2 separate regions of the Rattus norvegicus genome follow, and region 2 is linked to region 1. The links are chromatin contacts, called in public Hi-C maps. All regions are on one chromosome and are shown on one strand. Each heading gives the region's core, a stretch centred on a gene start, on an enhancer-like site or on the middle of the called end of the contact. The rest is flanking DNA. Distances are from core to core; before and after follow the strand shown. Region 1 overlaps Patj (PATJ, crumbs cell polarity complex component). Region 2 has its middle 11 kb from the start of Kank4.

Region 1 (2,700 bases), core at 191-2,690:
GTTTTATCTCTGTGTCTAACTTTATTTTGTCCAGTGTCCTGTTACAATGCAGAAATCTGGGCTGAGGGTGATAGAGCGCCCTCTTCTGACTTTGGAGGGTATTGCGTACACATGAACTTTGTTTCCTTTTCTTTATTTTCTTATAAAGGCTAACATTTATTTGGGCCTGGTTTACAGTTTCAGAGGTTTAGCCCATTATGATCATAGTGTGGCAGCGTGCAGACAGACATGGTGCTGGGGGAGGAGCTGAGAGTTCTGCATCTTGACTCCAAGGCAGCCAGGAGAAGACTGAACTATATTTTAAAACAATAAAAGTTACAACCTTGGGGCTGGAGAGACGGCTCAGTGGTTAAGAGCACTGTCTGCTCTTCCAGAGGTCCTGAGTTCAATTCCCAGCAACCACATGGTGGCTCACAACCATCTGTAATGAGATCTGATGCCCTCTTCTGGTGTGTCTGAAGACAGCTACAATAAATCTTTTTTAAAAAGTTACAGTCTTTTAAAGGAGATTTATGCACTTACTTTATATGTGTTTGCTTGCATGAGTTTACATGTACCACACAGATGTAATGACCCAAGTGGGCCAGCACAGAACCTCCGACTTCCTAGACCTGGAATAACGGCTGTGAGACACGGTGTGGGTTCTCTGCAAGGGCAGTGAGTGCTGTTAATGCTTCGGCCATCTCCCCAGCCTTCAGAAGTAAACCTTTTTGTTTGTTTTTGTGTTTGTTCACTTTTGGTTCTTTTGAGACTGGGTTTCTCCTAGCTGTCCTGGAACTCCCTCCGTAGACCAGGCTGGCCTTAAACTCAGAGATCCACCAGCCTCAGCCTCTCAAGAGTTTTTTATTTTATTTTATACTCTATTACTGTTTTTAGTCGTGGAGGGGTGTTAACATGAGTGCATCATATCCTTCAGGAGCTGGAGTTACAGTTATAAGCCACTCGATGCGGGTGCTGGGAATTGAACTTGGGTCCTATGGAAGAGTAGCGAGTGCTCTTAACTACTGAGTTCTGTCTGCAGCTCCTTTGTTTCATGGGGTCTCACTCTGTAGTGCTGGACGTCTAGAACTCACTGTGTAAACCCAGGCTGGCCTCTGACTCAGAGAGATCTACCTGTCTCTGCCACTTGAGTGCTGGAATTAAAGGCATATGCTACCACACTGGCCAAAAAAAAAAAAAAAAAAAATGCCTAAATTTTGAGTTTTCAAGAGTTTCTATCCCTGTAGACCAAGCTGGCCTTGAACTCACAGAGATCTGCCTGCCTCTGCCTCCTGAGTGCTTGAATTAAAGGCATGTGCCACCACTGCCCGGCCCTAAAAAACTTTTAAGTGAAAATAAATCTTTTTTATTTAAAGAGATAGCTGGCTTTGCTTACAGGAGCGCTCCTCCCCTACCTTGCTGAGTGGTCAGCTTTACTCTGTCCATTGTAATCCTGCCCTGCGTACCTCTGTAATCTTCTGTCCAAAGTCCTAGCAACCCTTCCAAGTCAGCAGCTTCAAACTCCAACAAGGAGAAAGTGGCCATTTTAAAGACAATGAAGTCGGTCTTTTGGAGAAGCCCACAACCCAGAGCCTTATACGTCTTCTATTTAAAATGTCTTTTAGTAAATTTCAATTCGGCTTCATAGCGGCTCCTCTTCCTGAATTCTTTTCTGCATGAAACCAAGGGTAGGCTTTTAGCTGAGTTGGGTACCTAAGAAAATAATGGAACTCAGCTGCTAAAACTGAGCGCTCCAGGCAGGGAAGGCCATTCTGTTCAAGCACCTTCCGGTCAAGAATGAAATCCGGTAAAGGTATCCTTGCAATCTTCTGATTACCCCTGCTGCGGGGCTTTGGAATAAGAAGCCTGAGATACCTCAGGTGACCGCGTGGTGGCGCAAGAGGCACCGTGAGTGTGAGGCTTTTGATCAGCGCTCCTGGCAGGTGGGTATGGAATCTGGCAGGAAAGATCCGTAGTTTCGTAACTCTGAAACCCAGTTCTCAGAATATCAGCCCCACATCCAAGCAAGCTCTCGACAGCACGAGAAGGAATATATTACTTGCGATTGGTGTTTAGTCCCTAAGACCAGGTTTTATTACATTTCCAATCCTCCCCTTCCGGTTAACCAGCTGGATCAGTTGCTCTTAACACTGCACAATGATACATGCATGTGAGTGTTTGGGGGCTTTGGTCCCCACCCTATCCTTTCTCTTTACATGTTGGGGAGCCTTGTTGCTAGAACGTACCCTGTTATCCTGTGTATGTAGCACATTGTAAATGGTACTGAGCATGAAGTTAATACTGGCAATTTGAACAGTTAATAAAACTGATCTTCGCTGAGGACGTAACTCAGCTGGTATCCTCACATGCAGAGAGCCCTGGGTTCCATTGCTGGCATAAACTAGGGAGGGTGGCACATGCCTGTCATCTGAGCATTCAGGACACAGGAAGATCAGGAGTTCAAAGTCATCCTAAGCTACATAGCAAGTTTGGGCTACATAAAACTGCTTCGACCTAAACCCACGGATAAGATACAATAAGGCTTTTCTTGTATCTGAAGACTGCATTAACCTGGCTGTGTTGGGTTCAGGAGCTGGGAACAGAATGAGATATGTTTGCAGATCAGCCCGGCTCTTAGGAGGGCCTGAACTGCTGCAAACTGAGGCCAACTTGTTCTACACAGCAAGTTTCAAGCCATTCAAGCCAGCCAGAACCATACAG
Region 2 (2,782 bases), core at 92-2,591, 110 kb after region 1:
GGGTGGTTCTGAGGCTAAGGTCCTGTTCCTCAATGGGTTCTCGGTCTGTCAGTAAAGAAGCCATGGGTCAATTGCTGGGTGGAAGGAATAGTTGGGACTTCCTAGTCCCTGGAGACAAGAGACAGACCTGAGGAAAGGTGAGGAGAGGAGAGGAGAGGAGAGGAGAGGAGAGGAGAGGAGAGGAGAGGAGAGACAGAGTTCTCTATGCAAGGAGAGGAGAGGCAGAGTTCAGAGTTCACCATGCTTTGGAGATAGAAAAAGGAGCCATGTAAGATCTCAGAAGGAGTGGCGGCCTGTGACCACGCCTACAGGCAGGTGCTTGGGGATGTTTAGTCGGGATTAGATGTAACTGAGTGACTAAACTTTAGGGCAGGTGGGAAGTGCAGAGCTAAGGGTATTGATAAGGGCACTCTAGCCATGGGAGTTCAGTAATGCCCAGCAATTGTGCCAAGAAGGCAAGTTGAAAATGAACAATATGCAGGTCTGTGTCTTTTATCCTTGGATTCAAGGGAAACTGGGTGGGGGCTGGTAGCACAGCCCAGTCTTATTCTCAGAGCTTAGGCAAGGTAGAAAAGCTACAGGCTACATTCCCTTGATTAATGAAGTATAGTAGAAGTGATGCTATGGGACTTCTGAGGTACAATTGGTGATGCCATTCCCACCCTATTCATTGGCAAACTAGAGAATCTCATGTAAGAAGCCAGACTACCCTGAGACCACTCTATGGTGAGAAGGCTAAGCTGCCTAGAGCGCCTGTGAGTAGGTCTCTGGTCAGAGCACCTGGTCTTTGCATCATCACCCTTACTCAGGAGGTAGATGTGAAAGCCTTTAAATGATTCTAGCCCACAGATGTAAAGTCATTCTTAGATTTCAAAGTCCTCCCAGACAAGGCTCTGAGTTCAGAGTAGAAACAACCCAGCTCTCTGACTTTCTAAACCCATGAGCACGGTAAGATGTCTTATGCCAATACCTAAGACTGCAACTTCAGAGAAGGCAGTGTGCATGGTGTGGTCAGGACAGATGACAGACAGCTATCCCAGGGAGAGGAGGATTGACCAGACGGAGGGGAGTGAGGAAAGCCAGGGTGAAAGATGACGAGAGAGGGCTTAGGGGATTGTTGTTGGGTGGAGTAGTAGAAAAGAAAATATCAGCAGAGCCAGGGATGACACTAAGAGGGTAACACATGGGGAGTTGAGCAGAGCGGGAACGAAGGGTTTGGCTTGAGGGATTTCTGCTGGGACCAGAAGAAATGAATGGAATTTGTTGAAGACAACAGCTGAGTAATATAGCGGAGCTGTGGCCAGGAGGACTATGGACTGAAGGAGGGCAAGGTCCAAGGAACTGAGGTCCCTTGCAAGCCAAGGTACAGGGGTCATGAAGACGAGGCATGAAATAGCTGAGCAGAAGGAAAAATGAACCAGAGATCGAGGTTCCAGCTCATGGCCAAGCCCTTGCCAAGCCCTGGGGCTGGTGGCTGACATGAAATCCCAGGAGGAAAGAAACTCCCAGAGATGTCTAGGCTGATCAACTGTTAACCCAGGATGTAAAATTTCCAGGGATGCCGTGGGATTTGGGATGGAGGAAAGGAGAACCAGCAGGCCTTGAGTGGCTGTGAAGAGTGTTGGCCAGTTGGGAGAGGTGGGTAGCCTGAGACTCACAAAAACGTTGTGAGTAGACAAACAGTAGTGAGGAAGAGGGGGCCAGGGCAATCCAGCCACCATTTCTGTCTCCAAGTTTCATGGCTCTAGTAAACATTTTTCCCTTGAAGAAATAAAAATCTTTTTTTTTTTTTCGGAGCTGGGGACCGAACCCAGGGCCTTGCGCTTGCTAGGCAAGCGCTCTACCACTGAGCTAAATCCCCAACCCAATAAAAATCTTTTTATTTTATTCTATTTTATTTGGTAAGACTACAGTCTTAGCTGTCCTGGAATTCACTCTGTAGACCAGGCAGCCTTGAACTCACAACTCAAACATCTGCCTGCCTCTGTCTTCTGAGTGCTGGGATTAAAGGCACGTGCCATCACTGCTGAGCAAAATGAAAACTTCTGTTAGGACAAATATGAGAGTCTTCTCTGGGAATAGGGGGTGGAGAGAGAGAAGAGTAATGAGATGAATCCTCATGGGAAGAAAGCAAGAGTTAGGACAGGCAGGGGCCCCAGAACAAACAGCAAGTAGAGGGTTTAATGGCTATGTAGGAGTTGGACCATCAATGAGCAAGAAATGTAAGGAGTAAAAGTAAGGGTCAAGGGAGGAAGGCAAGGGTTAATGCGGCAGGGACCTTTTTTCTTCTGGAGCCCCTGTTTTAGTCAGGGTCTACCATAGAGCATTCAGAGGCCACAGCTTGTGTTAGGAGGCCCAGGAGAGTCAAAGTCTCACTCCCCCGAGCTCAGTTCTTTTCACCGTACTCCAATTCAGCAATCTCCCCCTTAGTTCCTACACTAGAGTCTGGAGGTGCCCATAGTTGACAGTGTGATCCAAGGCTACTTTTCTGGCAAGGGCACCGTTGGAGAGAGGATTCCTTTGCTGGGGGTGATGCCTGACTCCAAGACCCCTTAGCCAGCCTGGGCATCTTACATCAGGAAGTTCCAGAGATCAATGGTTCTTCCTGTTATGACTTGTGCTATAAATGAAAAGGGAAAATATGAGAGAATTCTTGAACTCTCATGAGAGGAAGACAATAAAAAGCCATTTGACCACCCAACTGGAAGCTCTTTTTAAAGAACTTTCTTCAGCTATTTTAAGACAGAAACATAGGCTCCTATTCACAAGCTTGGTAAGTAAG

What was found. Hi-C and Micro-C count contacts between places; a contact is called where the count stands out from the background.
Region 2: a contact with region 1 is called in a Hi-C map of kidney, with 5 times the contacts expected there. The contact joins two enhancer-like sites. A contact is called at or near these places in 10 of 12 Hi-C or Micro-C datasets (the A7r5 cell line, the Rat2 cell line, Schwann cells and 5 more).

What each region holds. Positions count from the first base shown.
Region 1 is chr5:118,480,296-118,482,995 of GRCr8, forward strand. It overlaps Patj (PATJ, crumbs cell polarity complex component), which reads left to right. Exons shown (of 44, transcript NM_080398.1): 44 at 1-6. Among named protein-coding and RNA genes, the nearest start is that of L1td1, 7.0 kb to the right of the region's middle. Within about 2 kb of position 1,441, at least 2 of the 93 cell types and tissues checked have an H3K27ac peak or open chromatin away from gene starts, as enhancers often do. A contact at or near this core is called in kidney, where this site is marked.
Region 2 is chr5:118,590,515-118,593,296 of GRCr8, forward strand. No RefSeq gene overlaps it. Among named protein-coding and RNA genes, the nearest start is that of Kank4, 11 kb to the left of the region's middle. Within about 2 kb of position 1,342, at least 1 of the 93 cell types and tissues checked has an H3K27ac peak or open chromatin away from gene starts, as enhancers often do. A contact at or near this core is called in kidney, where this site is marked.